Regions from separate parts of the Sus scrofa genome. Here region 2 is linked to region 1. A link is a contact called in public promoter capture Hi-C data. All regions are on one chromosome and are shown on one strand. Each heading gives the region's core, a stretch centred on a gene start, on an enhancer-like site or on the middle of the called end of the contact. The rest is flanking DNA. Distances are from core to core; before and after follow the strand shown. Region 1 holds the start of NR2C1 (nuclear receptor subfamily 2 group C member 1). Region 2 holds the start of EEA1 (early endosome antigen 1).

Region 1 (6,874 bases), core at 691-3,190:
GGCCCTTAAACAGACTTGCTTATGGTGCTTATCATATTCTGTCCTTGAGAACAGCAACTGTATTTTGCTCATTAGAGATTCCCTCTCAGCATCTGGCAGAATGTCTTGCATGTGCTAGACATTCAGTATTTGTTTGGTGAATTAAATTAATTCAAATGGATCTCTTTTTTTTTTTTTTTTTTTTTTTGAGTGCCTCTAATATACAAATGGCATTCTGGAGCCTATGCCACTTCTAATGTTATTTTCTAATGGAAATTTTCTAGTACGATTTTAAGACAAAGTAGTAAAAAATGTTCAAAAAGCTTCAATATTAAATTCTCCTTTTTGTGGGGACTAGGATGAAGGGGCAGCTCTCTTTTATATGAGTTGGTCTTAGCACATGAAGAACCAATCTTGAAATACTATCTTTTTTAATGACATAGATTTATAGAAACTCTTTTTACTTAAAGTGATAATAGTTTGTATCTTATTGTTCATATAGAGATATATAGATCCTTTATAAATAAAATATTAGCACTGTAAAAAATGTTCATTGTATTTATACAAAATAAATTTACTAAATCGACGTTTGGTGTGATGATGTCTCTTAAACCATAATTTTTTGTAGTCACTCATTTTAAAGATGAACCACACAGACCTGTTTTCCTGAATCATAATTAGGGGTAGCTCTCTTTCACTCATACAATATATTCCCAAGCTGGCTTCTACTTTCAAACTTTATTAAGTCAGTTTACCATGACTTAGGTGAATTAATTGGATGATAAGGGGGTAACCCCATATTAGGCACTGAGAATAGAGGAAAGGTCTCAGATTGCCTTTTTCCATTGGACCTACAGTATCCTTTCTTAGTTGTCACCTTTGAGACTTAACTATCTGATTCCAAATTTGACTGCCTGCAGGAAGGGCTGCCTTAAAACCACCAAACACAACAAATGATACTAATAGGAAAAGGAGACTTTGGAGAATGAGACGAAAAACATATTTCCACGTGTTAAGGGTTGGTGCATGCCCCTTTTGTGTCCAGCTGCCTGGGTCCAGAGGAAAATGACAAAAGTGATGTTCTCCTTCTCAGCTCACTTTTGTTTTTCCAGACTTGGGCTTCCTGAATCCCTGACTGCTTTTCTAGTGCCTATCAATACTAAAAGAAAGCTCTTAATGTGAAAACCACACAGGGCAGCTCTTCCTGCTACACCGCCATGCTTCTGGTAGTATCAGAATGTGTTCCCTTGTGGCTAGAGTTCCCACCCTGGCTCAGCGGTAACAAGTCCGACTAGTATCCATGGAGATATGAGTCCAATTCCTGGCCTTGCTCATAGCCTTGAGCTGTGGTGTAGGTGACTCAGGTCTGGGATTGCTATGGCGAAGGCCAGCAGCTACAGCTGCAATTCCTAGCCTGGAAACTGCCATATGCCAGGGGTGTGGCCATTAAAAAAAAAAAAAAAAAAAAAGAATGTGATGCTCCGTCAATGCCTCTTCTTTTCGCAAATGTTTATTGCCCTTTAAGCACTGTCCTATAAGCTTGGAAACAAACCGCTGAGGAAAACAGACTAAAGCCAGTCTTAGGAAGATTACATTCTAAATGATTTAGAATATAATCACTAGCTCCGTTTGGCCATTAAACCTATTTATTCACAAGAGTTGACTAAGTAAAACTTCGCCACATACAGGATTATACCCCAGCTTGTTTTATTTAAGGTAATTTAAAATATTTTATTGGGATGTACCCTATTTTGTTACTCTTCTAATAAACCTTTTAGTCTAAGGTAAGAGAAAGTCTGTTAACAGAGCCAGATTCCCACAAGTTAGAAACCGAACTGTCATAAAACTGATTCGGTCATTTATTTTTGCCAAAATCGGATCTTCCTTTACCACCTTTTGCAAACGACGCTAAACAAGCGGCTTCTAAAAGTGCCCATAGGGCTCTGGCAGTGCAGTCTCCCTCCTACCCGATAGGGGGCAGCCAATTATTCAGAGGCTGGGTTCTCTCATCCACCCAGGGAACGTCACGACCTCCTCTCGCCACTAATGCGCAGGCGCGGGCGGGAGCGCGCAACGAGGAGCCGAGGGAGGGGTCACGAACTCTGACCCCCCCACAAATACACAAACCCCGAAAGCTCCCTGCCCCCACTTTTTAAAACCCTTCCCCCTTAGTTTTCTCCAACCTGCCTCTTCCCGGAGGCCCCCCCCCCCCCGCAGCAGCCGCCGCAGTGGGACTGTCCGGTCTACGCCCGGGGAACGTAGCTCGGCAGAGAAGCGCCAGTAAGAGCCGGTGAGGAAAAAAGCGGCCGTAGCCGCGCCCGGGACGGGGGGCGTAGGGCACGGGGAGGTCCTTTCCTCCCAACTGCCAACGGCTGCGTCCCCAGTTCCCGCAACAGCCTGCGGCTGCAGCCGGTAGAGCCCGCCCTCTGGCAGCGCCGCGCTGCTCGGGGCGGGCTGGGAGCGCGGACAGCGGCCGGAGCGGCGAGGCCGACTGTGCGGGGCTCCGAGAGAGGCCGAGGCCGTAGCCAGGGCCGGGCACGGGGCCCGGAGCCCAAAGAGGGGCCGGAGTGGCGGGCGCGAGAGGGAGTCCGCGAGCGGCTGGGCGCGCACGGCAGCCTCTCCCGCGGCGCCTCTGACCTTTCACCTACAGGAAAAGCTTCCGTCTCGGCGCCGCCGCCGCTTCCCCCGCCTTGGGGAGTCGAGCGCCACCGCCGCCGGGCCCGGGATGCAGCGTGGGCTCGAGCGCCGGCGGGACGCTGCGGGGTCCACCTGGCCACTCGTGGGCGCGAGCCGAGGCCCGGATCCCTTTCCCCGCGCGGGCCTCTTACCTAATTCTCGTGCTCACCCAGGGCAGACGGAATAACGCTTTCAACTTAAGAACGGATGGGGCGGGAGTGGCCGCTGCCTTTGGATCTGTATCTTTTGCGAAAGAATGGATCGGCCGAGGGTCCTCCCTGAAATGGGCATGTCCAAGCTTCCTGGAGCTCTTTTGTTAAGAAACTACCTCCAACTCCTGCAGATAGCGTTTGTTGAATGGTAAATGTTGCCAGGTTGTCTCGTAACCTTCACCAAATAGGTCACCTGTTTAAAAAATAATGCGAACTGGAAAGGAGAAGCAAAAGGGGTTGAAATTAAGGCCTTTGGGGTTTTGTGCCTCCTGAACTTGTAAATAGACCTTCGACTTTGAGGTTTTTGAACAATGCCTGCTGCGCGGTTGGTTGGTACACAGTGATTGTTTTTAGCTTTTGCTTGTGTGTCACTTTGGTAGATCTAAAAGAAATATTCCTGTTAATTATTTTTAAAAAGTGGATCACATGAGATACATTTTCATCATTCTTTGTAGGGGCATTTCCGTCTTTTTAGGGCGGGTTTTGAGGGAGGCACAAATCAAAGGCGGCAAACATTTCCAGAGTAGCTACTATCTGTGGGTCTTGTACACAAGGAATATACTTCCTACCCGTGGAGAATAGAAAAAAGAAACTGCATGTAATAAAGGATGAATAGTGTATATAATTATACCTTTTTTGAGCCATAAAGGACCCTCTCCAGCCTCTTAAGATCTTTTATGAAAGCCATGGACTGTCTCTAAAAAATGTACTTTTACATAAAATTTTGCATGCTATATGAGAAGTAAAAGAGAAGTCTCTTCTTGAATCCTAGTTAACCTTAGTATGCACAATAAATGCTGTATCCATCTAGAAAGATTGAGTTAAAAACAAACAAAAACATTAGAACTGAGTTTTAAAGGTCGAGGTAATTTAAATGCAGGAGGAGGAGCTTGGAATTGTGTATTTGGGAATAAGAACATTCCACTTTGTCCTGAACAGAGGCCCCTTGGGACTGGTAGGAGTTAAAAATGAGAAGATGAGGAAGACAGGCTTTAAAGGATGCTCCTTTGTGTCTGCAATGGCAGGCATGTTATAGGAACTTAGGAAATATTGAAAAAAATCCAGAAGGGCTGAAACTTTATTCTTTGACCATTAAAGAGGCACTCACAGTTCTGAAGCGGGAGCATAGGATGTATTTCAGTTTTTTAAGCATCTCAAGACCTTGCTCTTGGTCACATATGCTGACACAAAGGTGATTCTCGCCTTGTAGGGTATTTTCGTACACAGAGTTGTGTAAAGTAAATATTCATCCAGTAAACTCAATTCTGGCAGCAGCTGAAATTATACTCAAAGGATTCTTAACTTGAAAAATCCTTGGACTGACCACAGGAGGTTTTATGAGCCCTTTGAAATTCGGCATGTACCATCATTTGTAGTGTGAATGAACATAAACTTGTTTTCTGGTGAGGGAGACCTTAACTTCCGTCAGATTTTCAAAGGGATGTGTGACCCATCCCACCAGAAAAAAAAGAATCCTTGTCTTAAAACCTATTTTCAAGCTTTTTTTGACTGCCCCACAGAAAAATAAATTTTGCATCATAGCTCGACCTCAACACATACACACAGATTAAATTGAAACGTCTTCACGAAACTGTTCTTAACCCTCACTGTACCTGATGCAGTGTTTTCTATTTTAATTTCCTCCTCCCACTGGCTGCACCTGCTCTATGGAAGTTCCCTGGCCAGGAGTTGAATCAGAGCTGTAGCTGCACGCCTACACCACAGCCACAGACATAGCAGATCCGAGCAGCATCTGCAGCCCAGCCTCAGCCTGCAGCAATGCCTGATCCTTAACCCAGTGAGCGAGGCCAGGGATCCTCACGAACACTATGGCATGTTCTTAACCTGCTGAGCCACAGTAGCAACTCCAAGAGAACTCCTTAATTTACTTTTTTTTAAGAAAATTTGTATTTTCCCATCCATAAGTGACTCACAACAGGAAGTTTGCAAAATCCTGCTTTGGGTGGCAGCATTCTGCAGTTGGTGGATGGAAATGGGACTGGTGGGAACTGGATATGGGAGTTCCCATTGTGGCTCAGCAGTAACAACCTAGCTGGTATCCCTGAGGATGCTGGTTCCATCCCTGGCCCCGATGAGTGGGCTGAGGATCTGGCGTTGCTCTGAGATGCAGTATAGTTTGCAGACATGGCTCGGATCAGTTCTCAGGCTATAGCTACCTGACCCCTAGCCTGGGAATTCAGATAAGCCATATGTTGAGGGTTCGGCCTGAAAAGACACATACACACAACAAGAAAATGAACTATACTTGATAAAGTCATACAGCACAGACTTCAAATTTTGAATCTGAATGGAAGAAAGATGGCCCCCTTTTTTTTTTTTTTTTTTTTTTTTTTTCAAATGGCCGCACCCACAGCATCTGGAAGGTCCCAGGCCAGGGATTTAATCCAAGCTGGGGCTCATTGACAATATACTTTTTTCTCTGGGGAAGGTATGTAGGAATGAGATCAAGGTAAATGTGAAAAAAAGAAAAACCGGAGCCAAAAATGTAGGATTGTATGTCCTGTGTATATTAAGTAGCCCTAGAGTAGTAAAGGCAGCATCCTCCTGCTTTTTGGCTTTGTCCCTCAGGTTGGTAAAAATACTGAGCCTTCAGTGCCTGTCTCAGATGTCTCTTCCATAAGGTTTTGACAGACCCTCCCTCTCCAGAGTGGTGATTCTGACCTATTGCTCATCTCTTGAGCACTTTCTTTACTCAGCTAACTTTCAGGAAATACCTCTTACTTGCAAGAGATGCTTTGCTACCCGTTGATATAGATATTTTCACTTAACTGAATCTCCTTCACCTACGAGCAAACATTTGAGAATGTTTGTTTTTAGTCCTTCCATGTTTTGCATAGTTAAAATCAGTTATAAATAAAATTTTGCTTATTAATTTTTCATTTAGTTTGTCATAAGCATTCTCTCTTCATCATTAAGTTTATGGTTTTAAAGAGGCTTTTTGTTTTTTGTTTTTTTTTGTCTTTTTGCCTTTTCTAGGGCCACACCTGCGGCATATGGAGGTTCCCAGGCTAGGGGTCCAATTGGAGCAACGCCAGATCCGAGCCATGCCTGCGACCTACACCACAGTTCATGGCAATGCCGGATCCTTATCCACTGAGGAGACCAGGGATCGAACCCTCAAACTCATGGTTCCTAGTCAGATTCGTTTCCGATGTGCCTTGACGGGAACTCCTTAAAGAGGTTTTTTTTTTGGCACAAATCTTTCTTCTTTGTCTTTGCTAAAATGCCTTCTCAGTAAAGCTATCAAGTTAAGTGACTGACATATAGTCATACGTTTAGTAAATAGTAAAAATGTGATTGCAAGTTTGATTTATTGACTTGAGATCTAGGACACTCTACTTACTACCTGAATAAACCCCCTCCCTAGATTTCTCTGTTTTTCTCTGTGTCACTCCTTCCCAGCTTGCATCATAGCATTTAGTACATGGTCATTTTTAAACATCTGTTTTCTCACTAAAATATAAGCTCCATGAGGCAGAGCTCTTTTCTGTCTTGTTCACTGTCAAGTCCTGTAGTCTCACAGCACCTGATGTTTCAGTAAATAACTTACTGAGTTCAGGAGTTCCCGTCGTGGCTCAGCGGAAACAAATCTGACTAGGAACCATGAGGTTGCGGCTCAGTCTCTGGCCATGCTCAGTGGGTTAAGGATCCGACATTGCTTCGAGCCGTGGTGTAGATCGCAGACGCAGATTGGATCTGGTGCTGCTGTGGCTGTGGTGTAGGCTGGCAACTGTAGCTCCAATTCAACCCCTAGCCTGGGAACCTCATATGCCGCAGGTACGGCCCTAAAAACCAAAAAAAAAAAAAAAAAAAAAACCAAAAAACCCTGCTGAGTTCAGATATGAATACAAATTAGCCTATTGGAAAGCTTCGGTCTTTTATCATCTATGTAGATAACAGCAGGATGCTTTAGAAGGTAAATGAACACAAGATGCAGAGGGCTACGGCTGAAGGACTGCTACTTTTCAAAAGGCATAAGCAAAATA
Region 2 (7,012 bases), core at 2,886-5,385, 1.9 Mb after region 1:
ATAATGAAATAGGAAAACTGGCAAAGAAGCAGATTTGAAGATAAAAAAGAAACAGTTTCGTCTGGACCTTGTAAAGTCTGAGATGCTCATCAGACATCCAAGAAGAAATATGAAGTGGACACAAGTCTTGAAATCTGAGGAATGTCAGCACTGGACATATTGAAACAGAAGTCTTGGGTAAACAGATGAAATTTAAAGCCTGAAGACTGGTTGAGATTTATTCCAGGTTGTATGAGATAGATGAAAGGAGGGGCCATGAAAAGCATTTGGGGGGTACTCTAATGTTGAGATATGCAGTTGAGACGTCTTAAACAAGTCTTAAAAGGGATGGTCATTGAGGAGAAAACCCAGATTGTATACAGTCAGGGAAGTCAAGAGAATCAAATAGTTCAAGGAGAGAGGCGTCACCTGTTCACAATGGGAACCAGAGTCAAAGTCAAAACAATAAACTTGTCCCTGGATTAGGCAGCATGTAGGTCACAAGTGATCTTAATATTGAGCAGTCTCATTGGAGTAGATAAGGAGGAGGCTTGATTGGAGTGGGTTAAGCAGAAAATACAAGGTAAGACAATGAAGCAATGACAGGTGTAAATGTCATATTGGAGGCGTGGAGAAAGAAGACAAGAGGAGAGTATTGCAGGACAGCTGCTAGAGAGTGTGGAGTGCTATCTGACGTCTGCGGCTATTAAAGCTAAAGGGAGTCCAACTGCCCCAGTGGTATATATGTTATCTCTAGTGATACTCAGTTGCTCCTGTACAGCATAGAGTAGGTGGGTAGTTGGGCTTGGGTTCTCCTAGATGAAAACAATGGAGGAGGAGAGAGCTGAAGAAGTGAAGCATATTTGCAAAAGTTGGGGGGGGTACTATAAAGTTGGATCATAGGCTTTAAGCTGGGTTTTGATGGAAATCAGGATGCTAGGGAAGTGGCTGATAGTAAGAAACTAAGAAGGGCCAACAGGTAAGAGTTAAATGAATAGCAATTAGCAGTCAGATGGGTTAGCAGGATTGTTCTGTGTGGGAAGTTGCTAGATTAGCAAATGATATTCTTACATGATTATGTCTCACCCACTGCCTATTTTCTTTTGGAGTAATTAAGTTCTCTAGTATATTATTCCAGTGATGGAGTTATCATAAGCTGCAGGGGAACGCAGGGACTTTTGAATAACCCATCTAGCTAAGCAGTAGATGAGAGTCTATTTATATTCGTCAAAAGATTCCACTGGAGAATTCTAGTGGAGAAAGATTTACTTAGCATGTGACATTAATACGCAGCATTTAATTAAATTAATTAATTTATTTTTCTTTTTAGGGCTGCACCCTCGACACATGGGCGTTCTCAGGCTAGGGGTCTAATCAGAGGTACAGCTGCCCGCCTCCACCACAGCCACAGCAACGCAGGATCTGAGCTGTATCTGTGACCTACACCATAGCTCACAGCAATGCCGGATCCTTAATCTATTGAGCGAGGCCAGGGATGGAACCTGCAACCTAATGGTTCCTCGTCAGATTGTTTCAGCTGTACCACAACGGGAACTCCAATAAGCAGCATTTTAAGCTAATCTTTGAAAGACAAATAATAGAAATAGAAATAGATGTCACTTTAAGTGGACATTCATCGGTGGTTTTTTTCATACCAAGCTATTCTCCAATTCCCTGAATACCAACTGGGTGTACAATTTAGTTCAATTCTGGTACCAATGACCCAGAGTTAGCACAGACCTCACAGGGTAAAGGCTCAGTCCCACCAAGAATGCCCCCTACTTCAGATACCAGTTAAAATTCCCAGATTGTCACCTGTACTTTGGACCACCTGGCTATAAATTGAGGGTTCCTACAACACTCGCCCCAGGTTTGATAATTTGCTATAATGGCTCACAGAACTCACAGAAATACTTCATTTACTCTCACCGGCCTATTACTAGGGCAACAACTCAGGAAAAGCCAAATGGAAGAGATGCGTAGGTCAAGGTATGGGGAAAAGCAGAACTTCCCTGTTCTCTCCAGACGCGTCATCCTCCCATCACCTTGATATTTATCAATCTGGGAGCTCTCCAAACCTCATTATTTAGGGTTTTTATGGAGGCTCCGTTATGTAGGCATAATTGATTGTATCATTGGCTAATGGCAATTAACCCCTTCAGCTCCTCTTCCCTCCTGGAGGTGGCGGGGTGGGGGTAGGCCCCCAAACTCCAACCTTCTAATCATCCCTTGGTTTTTCTGGGGTCAGCCCCCACCCTAAAGTTTTAGGGACTCCTGGCCACTTGTCATTTCATTAGCATACAAAAAGACACTCATCACTCTGGGATTCCAAGGGTCTTAGAAGTTCTGGTATGGGGAGCCAGGGTCAAGGGTCAAACATTACAACAAAAGATGCTCTTATCACCTTATCCATCATGTTATTACTTGGGAGCAGAGACCACATATGTATTATACCACAGTTTTATCCCCCTATGTCGGTGAAAATATTTCCCATATTTTCTAAAATAAAGTGCCTGTGTCTGGAAAGATGGAAGAGTGTGCTTTGCTATGTTTGTCTGGAAGTATTTAAGTGCACTATCATCAATAGTGATTAATAATGTATTAGTTGTAGGCACGACTGTTTGCTGCACTATAGGCGCAGACACATCCACATTAAAATACAGACATGTCTGGGATAGAAACAACATATTACATGATATAATGCTTTATTTACACTTTATAAAACACTTTTACCTTAACTAATTTGAAAATATTTGCTGCATCTTTTCAAAAGACCTGGAAGTATTTTCTAATAAGCACTCCATTCATTGCTTGGTAGACTTCATTACCCCCCTCCCCCAATTCAAGCAGGGTTAGTTGCATTTTTCTCCCCTTCTTCTTCCCTATGTAAACAATGTTAAAGTCTTCTCCCCTGCTCCCCCCTCCAGGGTAAAAGCCAAATCTCTCAACTTGTGAAAGCTGAGAGCAACTTGGCAAAATGATATGATTCTGCAGCTGTGACTTTTTTTTTTTTTGTTTTGGGCAGCTGTGACTTTTGACTTCAAATAATGACATGGTGCCTGGAAGTCAGTTCTAAGTCCATTTCCCAGTCCACATCCTTGTTTTGGCACACTGTTTATCTGTGACCTCATTTTGTTTTTTTTGTAGGGCCAAACCTGCAGCATATGGAGGTTCCCAGGCTAGGGGTCGAATCAGAGCTGCAGTCCGACGATCCCAGCTGCATCTGCGACCTACACCACAGCTTAGGGCTACACCAGATCCTTAGCCCACTGAGCGAGGCCAGGGATGGAACCTGCATGCTCATGGATGCTAGTCAGATTGGTTTTTGCGGAGCCACGAAGGGAAAACGTCATTATTTTTTTCTTAATCTATGAAACAGACGCATTAATGTCGATTCACTTCATACATTCGTTATCAGAAGAGGATTTAAAATTCCTTAGGAGAATGAGCCAAGCATGGGCTTTAGTGGGTGCAACATGTTAGCGTCATCAGTCCATTAAATATTGTTGCTATAGTCCAAAGGACAACGCCAAACTTTTTTTTTTCCCTATCAATTCAAATTGCAGTTTCTTTCTATACTTTCTTCCGATTCTTTACTTTTCCTTTGGCTGAAATGAGAAGCAGGAAGGGAGGAGGGAAAGGAGCCAGGGGTTGGACCAGAGGAGGGAAGCCCAACAGACCGGTTAATCGTGTCTGAGTCTCTCCTTTGCTTGCACTCTGAGACTAAGCTTCCTGCAGAAATGGGAGTCCAGTTGAGCAACGGTCAAGGCCAGGGTCACACCGACAGATTTTACAGAGCAGTCTGAGGTGCCATAGCAGGTACCTGCCTCGAGAGCCCGCCTTCCTTCGCGGCCAAGGACCACCCCCCAAGCCCCAAGGTCCCCAAGTCCCCAGGTCCCCAAGTCCCCTCCGCGGGTGCCGGGTCTACGCGCGAGCGCCTCTGACGGAGCGCGGGTGTGCGCTCAGCGGCCGGAAGGAGCGGCAGTGCCAGCGTCCTGCCTCCTGTCCGTCACGCAATGGCCCACGCCGCCGCCCTTTCCGATTGGTCGCCGGCCCAGGCCAGGCCCCTTCCAGCCCCGCCTCCCGCGGATGGACAGGCCGAGAGGGCGGGGCGGCGCGGGCGGGTCCGCCCAGCTGTCAGTTACGGGGGCGGCCCGGCGGGCGGGCGCTCGCTGGCTATCTCGTCCCCGGCTCGCGCGCGCTCCCTCTCACCGCCTGTGGGGAAGTCGGGGCCGCCCTAGCGGCTGCCGCCACCGCCTCGCCCCGACCTCCTCCCAGGTTCCCTTCTGGCTCAGTCCCTACCGCCCGCGCACCCCCGAGTAGTGAGTGACCCCGAGGAGGGTCCGGAGAGTCACCGCGGCAGCGCCGGGGGGTGTTTAAACCATGTTAAGGAGGATTTTGCAGAGGGTAAGAGAGTGAAACCGTCTTTCCAGGAGCACGTGAGCGGGAGCCCGAGTCCGAGGCCGCGGAAGCCGCCGCCGCGCTGAGGAGCCGAGGCGGCGGCGCTGGCGTCCCTCCTCAGTGCGGGCGCCTCCCTGCTTTAGGCCCCGCAGCCCGGGCGCTGATTAGGCCTCGGTCCTCTGCTCCCGGGGCGGGCGTGGGGGCAGGGAGGGCGGGCGCGGCGGCAGGCCGGGGCCGGGCGCCCGGTCTGCCGCGGCCCCGCGCGCCCAGGCCCGGGCCCCGCTCCCGCACGGGCTGTCAGTGCGAGCGGGCGGCGGGGCGGGAGGGTGTGGTGCCGGCGCGTTCCTTCCAGATCCTGGAATGGCAGTGAACACGGAGAGTTGGTGCCGCCGGGGCCGGCCGGCCGCCCGCCGGGCTGGAGGACGCCCCGTGGGAGCCCGCGGGAGGCGAGTTCGGCGGGTCCCCCGGCCGCCCTGCCCAGCGGGCCCCCCAACTTTACGCGACCCGCAGCTGCCACGCTCGGCGTCGCGGTCTGCTCTGGGCAGCCCTGCGTGGTAACGTGGTGAAAGCTGGCCTAGCCTCGGCCCAGTCGCGGTACCGACACGTCCCTGGCAGAGTCAGCCTCGAAGGAAGATATTACTCACTGTTGCAAACTTTTCCCCTCCCCAGTTAAAAATGCGTTTCCCCCTCCCAGCCCAGTAGCTTTTTGGAGCCGTCGGAGACTAAATCCCCCGTAAGCTCTAGCCCCGGGTATGCACTTAACTCCTTTATTTTCTGCCAGTGCTATCTTTATTTACAATCTGGAAAAAAACCTTGATATATAAAGATGAGCGCATTGGCGATATGTAGATGTTGTGTTTAGGAGTCAGTTCCTGGAATAGCAATTGAGATCTTTTCTATAAGATTTACTGTACTCAAGTTTTTGTTTTGGACAACTTCTATATTTCTTTTTGGGACCGATAGGGTGCAAAATGTAAATGATTGAAAAGCTGGTGCCAGATTCGTTAGTTGGTTATTGAGGGAGTAGGATAACTAGTTCAAAGGACAAAAGGAATTAGTGAACTTGTAGTATTCAGTCAAGGAATGTACCAAAGAGAGTTGAGTCATTCACTGCTTAGAAAGGGAGTGAGTGTCCTTGCGGCTGCATAGCTTTGTGAAGTATTCCAGTCATGTGAAACTTGGTCATATATCAGGGCGAGAAATAGCTAACTTTTGCATCTGCCACCCTGTATTGACGTTGGATGTTTTGCAGTGTTTTGCCAGAGTTTTTCGAAATCTTGATAAGCACCTATTTTGGCTGTAGCAAGGGCAGTGCCCTTTGGCCATCAGTTCTGTGCTCAACATCAAAGACATCTGTGCATGATTTACTTGCAGTACTTAGAGATTTTTCTTTTATCAGACGTGTAGGAACTGATTGATTACTTCATGTCTCAGATTGTGTTTCTGTTACATCATTCCATAGCCGAAAATGAGTCGTCTGTGATTTGCAATAAAGTTTATAAATAAAACAGTGTTAACTGACCTAAGAGTAGCTTCTGGTAGTTATAGATTAGTTTTCAGAAATATGAGATGCTTTCCAGTACTCTTGGTTTAATGTTCTTAAACATTACAGTTATATAAAGATCATTTTTAGTGTTGGTGTGTACAGGTAAATGGCTGCAGAAGCTTCAGTTGAAACTAAAAAATGGAATTTATTCTGATTATTGTTGAGACGTGATAAGGAATCATCAACACACAGGAATAAGTCAGTTGACAACTGAGTTTCTTAACCATGGCACTGTTGACATTTGTGACTGGATAATTGTTGTAGGAAGCTGCCCTTTGCATTGTAAAATGTTTAGCAGTATATCCCTGGCTTCTACCCACTCGATGCCAGTAGCTCTCCTAAAATCCCCTACCCCCCATTGGGACAACCAAAAATATCTGAACGTTTTACCATATGTCACCTAGGGGCAAAATTGCCTTGGTTGAGAACTACTGTGTTAAATTTATATGCGCTTTATAAGAAAGTTTGAATTGTCTCTCATTAACTACTTAATTTTTTGTTTGTTTTTAGTGTCCTTATATTGAGTTTCAGTAAATGCAAGGCATCTGCTAGGGGCTGGGAAACAGTTAAATAAGATATGGGCCCTCCTTTTAGAACTCACAGCTCGTTGGGGAAGTGGACATTTAAAAGTAACGACAATGCTGGAGTTCCCATCGTGGCTCAGCAGAAAAGAATCTGACGAATATCCATGAGGACAGGCAGGTTCGATCCTGGGCCTTGCTCAGTGGGTTAAGTCTCTGGCATTGCCCTGAGCTGTGGTGTAGGTTGCAGATGCAGCTCAGATCCTGCATGGCTGTGGCGTAGGACAGCAGCTACAGCTCCGATTTGACCACTATGACCAAAGGAAAAAAAAAAAAAAAAAAGGACAATGCATAGTAGTAATAAGTGCTTTGCAATAATAAGAATGAATAGTTCCTGGGGGCCAGTCTGTGGGAGAATTTTGGGGGCAATCTGGAAAAGCTTGTGGGAGGAGGGCATATTTGTGGCTGGAAAGAAGGGAGGGCACTTCAGGCAGAGGAAACTCAAATGCCTAGGCAAGAAGTTGTAAAAGGGACAGGTAATTCAAGGGAGTGTGAATAATTAAGT

What was found. Promoter capture Hi-C pulls out the DNA fragments that hold promoters and counts their contacts.
Region 2: a promoter capture Hi-C map of liver shows a contact between it and region 1, with 10 times the contacts expected there. The contact joins the promoter of EEA1 here to the promoter of NR2C1 in region 1. A contact is called at or near these places in 1 of 5 promoter capture datasets (liver) and 1 of 2 datasets of contacts at active chromatin or transcription factors (alveolar macrophages).

The regions. Positions count from the first base shown.
Region 1 is chr5:88,229,243-88,236,116 of Sscrofa11.1, forward strand. It overlaps NR2C1 (nuclear receptor subfamily 2 group C member 1), which reads left to right and starts at 1,941. Exons shown (of 14, transcript XM_005664254.3): 1 at 1,941-2,269. It overlaps LOC110260793 (a long non-coding RNA gene), which reads right to left and starts at 2,916. Exons shown (of 3, transcript XR_002344252.1): 1 at 2,808-2,916. It overlaps FGD6 (FYVE, RhoGEF and PH domain-containing protein 6), which reads left to right. Exons shown (of 23, transcript XM_013998063.2): 23 at 1-565.
Region 2 is chr5:90,127,572-90,134,583 of Sscrofa11.1, forward strand. EEA1 (early endosome antigen 1) reads left to right here and starts at 4,136. Exons shown (of 33, transcript XM_021091260.1): 1 at 4,136-4,386. The coding sequence starts at 4,363.